2 separate regions of the Gossypium raimondii genome follow, and region 2 is linked to region 1. Evidence: chromatin contacts called from public Hi-C data. All regions are on one chromosome and are shown on one strand. The core of a region is the stretch at or near the end of the contact, and the rest is flanking DNA. Distances in the headings are between cores, read along the strand shown. Region 1 holds the start of LOC105798541 (tubulin beta-8 chain). Region 2 holds the start of LOC105798548 (short-chain dehydrogenase TIC 32, chloroplastic).

Evidence for each region. Hi-C and Micro-C count contacts between places; a contact is called where the count stands out from the background.
Region 2: a Hi-C map of leaf shows a contact between it and region 1, with 4 times the contacts expected there. The contact joins the promoter of LOC105798548 here to the promoter of LOC105798541 in region 1. A contact is called at or near these places in 2 of 2 Hi-C or Micro-C datasets (both in leaf).

The regions. Positions count from the first base shown.
Region 1 is chr9:16,781,810-16,787,179 of ASM2569854v1, forward strand. LOC105798541 (tubulin beta-8 chain) reads right to left here and starts at 3,219. Exons shown (of 3, transcript XM_012628653.2): 1 at 2,725-3,219; 2 at 2,041-2,310; 3 at 1,016-1,951. The coding sequence starts at 3,118. The coding sequence ends at 1,269. It overlaps LOC105797501, which reads left to right and starts at 3,426. Exons shown (of 8, transcript XM_012627460.1): 1 at 3,426-3,579. The coding sequence starts at 3,426.
Region 2 is chr9:17,017,042-17,022,411 of ASM2569854v1, forward strand. LOC105798548 (short-chain dehydrogenase TIC 32, chloroplastic) reads left to right here and starts at 2,881. Exons shown (of 7, transcript XM_052621477.1): 1 at 2,881-3,153; 2 at 3,416-3,625; 3 at 4,300-4,453; 4 at 4,824-4,902. The coding sequence starts at 3,048.

The DNA of each region.
Region 1 (5,370 bases), core at 1,969-4,468:
ACAAATTTTTACGGTTTAAAAAAATTTAAAAAAATTAAAAAATATTTAAAAATAGGGATTTAAGAGAAATTTAAGAGGAACTTGAGAGAAAATTGAGATTAAATATGGATTTGAGAGAAATTTGGAAGGAATTTTGAGAGGAAATTTGAGAGGATTAGTTTGTGAAAGAAAAAAGGGTGAGGGATATTTATAGTTTTTTTTTACCGTTGGGGGGGCAACGGTAAAAAAAGCGACCGTTGCACTGTTCACAAGCGGGGCAAATCGCGTCTCCAGGGGCGCACTACGTGGTAGCAAATTACATCCACGTCAGCAAAGCGCGCTAAGGTGGACGCAATTTGCTGACACGTCTCCTGACATCGCGCTGACGTGGACACGATTTAGGAGAAAAGAAATCATTCCGGTAAATAATAAAATACCGGGCCTATTTTAGTAAATTTAAAAAAAAACTGTTTTTTTTGGTATTTTGTCCTTAATCTATTACATAACAAAAGGCGAAATTTTTAAGTATTGAATATAAACCCGAGGACCTAAATTTCTTTGTACGAAACTTCAAATTAACCCAAACCTATCCTCAACCGAAGAGACTTCAGTTTCCCCAAAGCCTCAACAATAACGAAGTGAAAAGAGGCCATCTGAAAAAGTACGTCCCCCATATTTCAAGAAAGAATCATGTGATAGGATTTTTCGAAAGAATAAAAGTATATTATTTATTTAATATATCCACTTTTTCTTGTTTGTTGGCTTGATCCTAATATCCAATATTTTATAAAATCATTAATCATAAAACGGACCAAATCAGAACTATTAACTAATAAAATAACTTGAGCTCTTGGCGATTATGGTTTATGAAATCCTGTAATGATATCTACCGGATGCTTACGGATTAATTGTGCAATCGTTCCCATGAAAAAGGATCAAAATTTGGCAAATCACTGTTTCTCTCAATGCGAGTTACAGAAGATCACACAAAAATGAGATGGGATGGGTGACTTCACTCTCCCTCTCTACATCACCATAACTTAAGAGTGATTTCTAATATATTTATAGTACCAAATTACATAGTTACCAAAAAGCAATATCCCATACAAAACCATATGCATCCGTACGAGTCTAGTATCTATCTACTGATGTAAAGATGTTCGTAAACAAAAAAACATAAGCCAGGAAACCACATTTCTAACACCCAAACCAGGAATTCAGGTTGAAAGAACAGAAAAAAAAAATTCCAAAACGTTAAGAAAGCAAACAGTAAGAAACACACACTACTACTATTCCTGGAGATCCTCCTCCGCATCCTCCTCCTCCTCATAATCATACTCCTCATCAGCTGTTGCATCTTGATATTGTTGGTACTCTGAAACCAGATCGTTCATGTTGCTCTCAGCCTCCGTAAACTCCATCTCATCCATTCCCTCCCCAGTATACCAGTGCAAGAAAGCCTTCCTGCGAAACATGGCAGTGAACTGCTCACTTACTCTCCGGAACATTTCCTGAATAGATGTCGAGTTTCCAATGAACGTTGAGGCCATCTTCAAGCCTATTGGAGGAATATCACAAACAGTAGACTTCACATTATTGGGGATCCACTCCACAAAGTAAGATGAGTTCTTATTCTGGACATTAATCATTTGTTCATCAACTTCCTTGGTGCTCATCTTGCCACGGAACATGGCTGAAGCAGTCAAGTATCGCCCATGGCGAGGATCAGCAGCACACATCATGTTTTTGGCATCCCACATTTGTTGAGTGAGCTCGGGAACAGTAAGAGCCCTGTATTGCTGTGACCCTCGAGAAGTAAGTGGAGCAAAGCCAACCATAAAGAAATGCAGGCGAGGGAATGGAATGAGATTGACGGCAAGCTTGCGTAGATCTGAGTTTAATTGACCAGGGAAACGAAGGCAGCATGTCACACCACTCATGGTGGCTGAAATCAAGTGGTTCAAGTCTCCAACTGCATTCAATCAGGATGAACAAATGACATCAACAGACCTTTTACAGTTGAAATATGAAATAACAGCAACGTGAAAAAGATTGACGTACAGCTTGGAGTAGTGAGCTTCAGTGTACGGAAGCAAATATCATATAAAGCTTCATTGTCCAAAACCATACATTCATCTGCATTCTCAACAAGCTGGTGAACAGAGAGAGTAGCATTGTAAGGTTCGACAACAGTGTCAGACACCTTAGGGGAAGGGAACACAGAGAAAGTGAGCATCATTCGGTCTGGGTATTCTTCTCGGATCTTGGAAATCAAAAGTGTTCCCATGCCCGATCCAGTTCCTCCTCCCAATGAATGGCATACTTGAAATCCTGAAATGTTAGAAAATGATTGTCAAATCCTTAGATGTGAGGAAATAGAAGAAGGCAAATTCCAATCTAAAGCTAGATCATAGATTCCGCAAAATTTTTAAATCACACCTAAAAAGCATAATATTCGAATTAAGAATGATTTAGATTTATTTGAGCAACCAAATAGAGAATCTTCCTTCCGAAACTTGAAATTTGCTAGTAAGTTGAAAATTCACATTAAACAAGCACATAAAACCTTCCTAAATTGTCAGATCCATGGTGAAAGTAACATAAAAGAACCACATATGAGTTTAAACCAACAGTTAGAAAAAGTGAAGCCAACAAATCCTTCTTGTACCGGCTAATCTAACTCTAAACTTGAAAAATCCAAACCAAAAAATAAAGCATGCTTAAAATTATAAAAACACACGTTACCTTGCAAGCAGTCACAGTTTTCGGCTTCTTTCCTCACCACATCTAGCACTGAGTCGATCAACTCAGCCCCTTCCGTGTAATGACCCTTGGCCCAGTTATTCCCTGCACCGGACTGGCCGAAAACGAAGTTGTCAGGCCTGAAAATCTGCCCGTACGGCCCGGATCTAACACTATCCATAGTGCCAGGCTCCAAGTCCATAAGGACGGCTCGTGGAACGAACCTCCCGCAACTCGCTTCATTGTAGTAAACGTTAACGCGCTCCAGCTGCAAATCATTGTCTCCTTGATAGCGTCCCGTTGAATCTATGCCGTGCTCTGCGCAAACCACCTCCCAAAACTTGGCACCGATCTGGTTGCCGCACTGCCCTCCCTGAATATGAAGAATCTCACGCATCTTTCCTAGGACTCGGATTTCGGAGAGTAAAGTCCAAAGAAAATGAATTTTCAGTGAGGGTTTTTTTTTTTTTTCCTAAATGAAAGACGGAAACAGAAGAATTATATAGGGAGGAGATGACAGAAGGTGGTGCTTGCCGTTAGGGTTGACGGAGTTGGGTGACGGCTGACGAGGCCATTAAGCTTAATAAAGGGGGATATTTCGAATTTTGAAAATTTCGGGAAAAAGGAATAAACCCCTGGGTTTAAATGAAAACGAAATCTTTACGCGTAGTTGATAGGGTTGAACATGACGCGCGATTTTCATCATGCCATCATGCGAGTGTGAGTCTTCAGATGCTTTTATTGTGCGTGAGCGTGAGGGTGGAGATTGTAACCACGTGATTTTGGGAGAGATCCATGTGACTGCTACTTTGGCTACCGTCGAGGCGAAGGGCATGTTTAGAGCTGTCCATGGGCCGGGTAAATATGGGCCTGAAATTTTGCCCAGGCCCGGCCCGATTTTTAATAAATACAAAAAAATATTTTAAAAATAAAAAAAATAAAAATAAAAATATTTTAAAAGTATTTTAAAATTAAAAAATAAAAATAAAAAATATATATTTATTATATTCGGTCGGGCCGGGCTGGGCCCGGGCCAAAAAAAGTTGAACCCGAGCCCGGCCCATTTTTTAAACGGGCCTCATTTTTTGCCCAAGCCCATATTTCGGGACTATATTTTTACCCGAACCCTCTCATATTTCGGGCAGGCCGTCGGGCCGGGCCGCCATGGACAGGTTTAGGCGTGTTCGGGGTTTTCCTTTTTCTTTTTTTTTTTCCTTATAAAGATATTTGTCTAAAAGATACTTGAAATTTTATCAGACACTTATTACTGAAACAATTACAAATGTAAAATATAAACGTATATTTAAAATTAATATAAAATAAATAATACATATAAAATATGTATGATATTAAAATAAAAATTTAAATTAAATTATAAGTAAAAATTTAAACACATAAATACATCAAATAAAAAGTACTAAATGCACTACAATTATTTATCAAGTTTTTGTCATCAATTATGAGTTAATCTCGAGTTGGTTTGTGACATCAACTTAATGAACAACACTATTAATACTAGAAATTCTATCACATACATGTATATATATGCAAAAACCACATATTTAGAATATAGAGATGTATTTAAAAATAACATATAATAAATTATAAGTAAAATGGACAAAATTAAATTAAATTGTAAGTAAAACGAAATTTAAACATATAATTGATGAAAGTAGTAAATTATGCATATTAAAATGAAAATGTAAGAAAATTATTATGCATAGTAAATTGGTGTGGGTTCAAATCCTACCATATGCATATTTTTATTTTTAAAATTAAAAAGACTAAAATAACCTCAAATAATATAATTTATTTTAATATAGAAGGTCATTTTGTAATTTCTCTAATCAAATTTGTGTCCGTAATTTGTGACATTAACATACTCAAGAATTTTATTAATAGTAAGTATAGATATACAAATTATGAAAATAATAAATTGTGCATATTAAAATAAATATGTATACAATATATCAAAATGAAGTTTTAGTTGAGTGGTAAATTTAAAATTCTATTAATCTAATTGGGGTAGCTTCAAATCTCCTACCATATGCATATTTTTATTGGTTTTTGTTGAAATGAAAATTATAAAATACACATGAGTAATATAACTTATTTCAATTATGGAAGGACATTTTATAATTTCTCTAACCGAGTTGGTGCCCGAACTAATGACACCAACTCTAAAACGCTTTCAAATTACAATGTTTTAAGTATAAATCTCATTCTTTATAATTTTTAAATTAAAAGATAAAAATATTCTCATATTAATATAATTTAATTTATAAAATTGATCTTTTAAATAATTATCTAATTAAATTAATACTGAATTGACTCATAACATCAACTTTATCAAGAAATCATATATATATATATATATATATATATTATAAGGTCTTTAGAAATAATCATAGGTGACATATTTAAGAATAGCAGGGGCAGAGTCAAGGGAAAGATAGCAGAGACAAAGTCAGGGGGTCTAGCAAGGGTTAGGCTCCCCTAAAATAGAATTTTTTTTATTTAGGCTCTTTTATCATTTATAAAATTTTAAATTAGTAATAATAAAATTACACTTTAGCCCCTAAAAATGATAAAATTTTGATTTAATTTTTAAAAATTATAAAGATATAAGCTATTAAAATGGTAAAATTA
Region 2 (5,370 bases), core at 1,631-4,130, 230 kb after region 1:
GTTTAATAAAATTGAGAAAATAATAATAATTAAAAACGTCATATTAACGGATCAAAACTTAATTTTATAAAACTACTAAATATTTAAAATTTTAAATAATATTATTTATAAATTTAATTTATTTATATATTTATAAATTTAAATAATAATTAAAATCAAATCTTAATTAACGCACATTGTCATCATTACACGATTATTTTCTTAAATTAATGATTATATATAAATTATTTATTTTAATCACAAGCATTATATTTACTTATTTAAATAATAAATTTGCTTCTAACTTTCTATGACATATTGAAAAATGATTTTAAAAATAAATAAACAAGAAAAAATATACCAATTCATTCAATTAGAATAACCAATATTATGTAAAATGGACTTTAAGGCAATAAAATAGAGATTTATATTTTTGCGAATGGGTAAATTCCTTTTAAACTTATCCATGTTTTGTAAATTATTTAAAGGTGTCCATTCCTAAATCACAATTTAAGTCCTCATTATTTCCAACCTTTTAAAAATTAAGAAATTCCTTTACTAAAATTAAAAAATAGGCCCTATTATTTTCTTGTTTGTTCTTAAGAAAACCCACCTTTCAGTCAAAAATCAAATAATTTATGTAAGTAATTATAAATTTTATTTTGAAAATAATTATCAAAGAAAATAATTTATTATTATTATGTTTCGAGATTTGATTTTATAAATAAATATGATTATAGAAAATATATTTTAGTTTTATTACAATATTAGTAGAAAATGTTATATATTACAATTTAAAAATTAATCAATACAGCCGATAAACTTGTGCATTCTATGAGAAAGAAAACTAGAATATAATTACATTATAAGGTTTAAGACCCTAACTGACAAAGAAAACTAGAATATAATTACATTATAAGGTTTAAGACCCTAACTGACATAGACACTTTTTTTTTTGACACATGGCATATATATAATATTAACACGTGAACTTTCAAATTACTTTTATCATGTAAAAACGATAAGTTATCTTATGGATTCTTCCCACCATATCATTTATGGTCCCTTTTTAATTATTTAATGGTATTTCAACATTTTTTTCCATGTCATTGACACATAATTTTGTTAATTCTTTTACCTTGAACCTAGTATCCAAAATCTTGACCTCGAACTCAAAACATTGACCTTATACCCTAAACCCTAAACTCAAACCTTGATTCCAAATTCGAACTCCAAGTCAAAACCCTAAATCTTAAACTCTAAACTCTTATGGTTTAGGGTTTAGAGTTCAACTTCGAGATTCAGATTTAAAGTTTGGGGTTTTGGTTTGAGTTTAAGGTTTAGGTTCATAGTTTGGAGTTCGGTGGTTATGTTCAGGGTTTGAGGTTTATAATAAAAAAATTACCAAAATTATGTGTTAATGAAATGGAAAAAAAATTCTAAAATATCATTAAATAATTGAAAAATGATCATAGATAATATGGTGGGAAGAGTCAATAAAATAATTTATTTGCCAAAGCATATCATTTTAAAAACAAATTGGGATAATTTTCCTTTCAAAAATAAATTGGAATAACTTTGTTTTTCACTGCTTTCTACATTACTAATTAAATAAGTTAACAATTGTTTTGAAAACTAACTTAATTTTATCCAAATTACTAATTCTTTATATTTACAAAATGCTTACCAAATACAATTTTGAAAATTATTGAAAGAAATAATTAAATAAAACATATTTAAATAAATACACATGAACGCACAAGTAAGAAAAATATAAAGAATAAATTAATTATTTTTATCAGATATTAATGAAACCAATTAAGACCATTATTGAATTTTCTTATTTACTCACTTTCAATATATATAAAGACTAAATTATTTTTTTAAGGACTGATTTGTCGAATTTGAAAATTGACAAAACCATACATAGTATTTATACTTGAATAGATGACTTACCACACAAAATTAGCACTTGCTTCACTGCTTAAAATAATAAAACTGCATTAAAGGCAGCAGATATTATTATATCCACGACTAGTGAAGTAAAAGAACTCTATATAAACCGATTTAAAAAGATGTTCAATGCTTTTTTTTAATATTTTATTATTATTCTAATTATTAGTTATTATGGGGCTGAGACATTTTCTTTCTTTAACAAAGTAAAAGACAACAAAATCATTACATTATTGAGTTGTAAATTACCTAATATTAGGTGTTTATAAGTTGGTCTGGTCAGATTTAGGTCAAATTTAAATATGATATTAATATATTTCATATTTGTTTAAATTTATTTCGACTCGATTTAAAATATGGGTTTAAAATTTTGTTAAAGCACGCCAATACTTGCAAAAGATTAATCTAAGTCTATTTTAGGTCCATGATATTATATTTTTAATTTTTAAAAAATTATGTTATTTTAATTTAATATTTTAATTTATTAAATTTTTTATATAGTCATCTTAATATTATTTTAATGTTTACATTAGACTAATATTATATATTTAGTATAAATTTATTTTTTATAACTTATAAGTTACATAATACATATATAAAATATTATGAACTTGAAAATGGATTAAACCAAACTTAGATTTTGAATGTTTGAGTTTAACTTATTTTTTAAATGAGTTTAATTTTTTTTTATCTAAACTTTAATAGTTTTATTTTCTACTCTCTCAAATTTCGAGCTAGTCTTAATGCTGATAGTGCGTACGTGTGAACAGGTAGACCCCAATACTCCTCAATATTCAGTTAAGGCTTCACGATGCAATGGGAAAAGCTTTTATATTTTCATTAAGCTAATTTCACGATGGATAAGTACGTTCACCCCGAAACGCAGCCGTTTATGATGATTTTGCAACTATTGTTGTAGGGTCTAGATAATGTACGTCAGGTTGGCTTGGCAAAATACTGACTTCACAACTCACTCTCTTCAAGGCTGTGTGACCCTCATTCCTCGTACTCATTTCCTACTTCAAATCTGTCTTTAAAATCACAGTCGAAGAGTCCTTGGAGTTTGTGAATGACCCTTATTGCATACAGGTAAAGGGTATCTGTTATTTACAAACATGTGGCTGTTTGGCAGAAAAGGGCCATCCGGGTTTTCGTCATCTTCCACAGCTGAGGAAGTTACACAGGGGATCGATGGCACTGGTCTCACTGCCATTGTTACAGGTTTGTCGACTTTTTAAATTTCGCATGCAGTGAGGAAACTATTTTGCTATGTTCTTGTTTCTCGCATGTAATGTAATTTTCTTACAGTTTGTTTTTCTCCTGATGATTCTGTTTTGAGTCTTTGACATTTGGATGCATATTTTATGTTGATAGAGAATATGAGAAGTAGAAATTTTATGGTTTCTGTTCTTATGTTTGGTTCAATCGTTTTCTTATGTTTCTAACAAGCATAGTTTCTCTTTCATGGTGAACGTAATTATAGGAGCATCCAGTGGTATTGGCACTGAAACCGCACGTGTTCTTGCTCTGCGTGGTGTTCATGTAATTATGGGGGTCAGGAATGTGGCTGCTGGTAGAGATGTTAAAGAAGCAATTGTGAAGGAAATTCCAACAGCTAAAGTTGATACAATGGAATTAGATCTCAGTTCAATGGCATCTGTGAGGAAATTTGCAGCAGATTTCAGCTCCTCAGGTCACCCTCTGAATCTCCTTATGTAAGTAGACAATGAGAGTGGGCAGCCTTTTATATATCAATTCCCAGCCAGTGTAGTGACTAAGTTTATAGTCATCTGCTTGTTAAATCTGCTATTTGTGACATCAATCTCCAAATCCCAGTCTGCTTACCGATGTATACATGATTAAACAACTCCTGCAATAGTCTTCTTAGGCAATCATTTAAAGAAGATTATAAAACTTGTTTTCTTTGCTGTCAGTAATAATGCAGGAATTATGGCAACTCCTTTCATGCTTTCAAAGGACAATATAGAACTACAGTTTGCAACCAATCACATAGGTATGTTAGCATAAACCTGATCCCAATGGCATTCTCTTCTTGACATTTTGAAGCTTGAACATACAACTCTGTAATAGAAATGGATAATCTTTTCCAGTGTTTACTTTATGGAAGCAGCCCATTTTCATAGTGATGGTGAATTTAGAACATCTAGGTATAAAAATAGTTTTTTCCATCTCGTTTTCCTCTCTCTGAACTCTAAATCTAAACATAGCTTGTTTTGCAACCTATTGTTCATGTTTTCTGTTGCATAGAGTTTGGTTATGGTTAATTGCTTCAGGAAAGGGGAGGAAAGAAACAGAAACTAGGCCATTGTTAAAGCTTTGTTGTATAACTTTTTTTTACAAAAACAGGTCATTTTCTTTTGACAAATCTCTTGCTGGACACTATGAAGAAAGCTGCACGGACAAGCAAAAGAGAGGGAAGAATTATAAATGTCTCATCAGAAGCTCACCGTTACACTTATAAGGAAGGAATTCAATTTGACAAGATTAATGATCAATCGGGGTAACACCATAAACCCTCTCTAAAATGCATTCAGTTATGCCCTTATTCTCTAATTAGAGATTCTGAGGAAAAGCAAATTTCAATGTCTTCTTGGGAAAAATACATGTTTTGTTCCGGAAGAAGAAATTGACTATTATCTCTTAAACTTTGACATGATGACTTTTCCTTAGTTAACATATGTGTAATGGTTCTTATAATGATATTCTACTATCAATGTCGTTTAGCATTACTTGTTTGATATTAAAGAAAAGTGAAATGTGTTTATGCTTATTCTAAGATACAGCTATCGGGTAACTTCCATTAAGCAGAATAAAATTATCTTTTGTCATTGCTTTTTTTTTTTTTTTCTTTTCAATTTGGTAATGTACAGGTACAGCAATTTTGCTGCATATGGCCAATCAAAACTTGCAAATGTTCTGCATGCTAATGAACTAGCTAAAAGCCTAAAGGTATGTGATCTTTTCTACGGCATCGAAGATTTTGATCAGTAGTAAAGTTTCTGGTGTCTGAGGCCTTTTTGGTACATTTGAATTAGTTTAAGGTGGAGGAAGCTGAACTTGGTCCTTGACTGTCTATTAGAGGAGCGTTACAATTTTGTACACAACATGAAAGTACGGCATAAACATGAATGTTTTATAAACTCGAGCTATGTAATAAATACGACATGCACTTTTATATATGTATCGTTATAATAATCCCTGTTATGTTTATGTTTACACAGTTGGCACAATTTTATTTTATTTTTTAAATATGGGACACAACACCCATACAAGGATTGCCATATCTCAGTTGTTGCCATTTTCTGTTTCATTCTTCAGCTTGCCTCCACTTGTCTGTCTATATTTTGTGTAGCTGAAGTCCCTTTTGAAGCAGATCAAACATTTTATTTAGAAGTTTTTCTTGATGCTCAGTAGTCA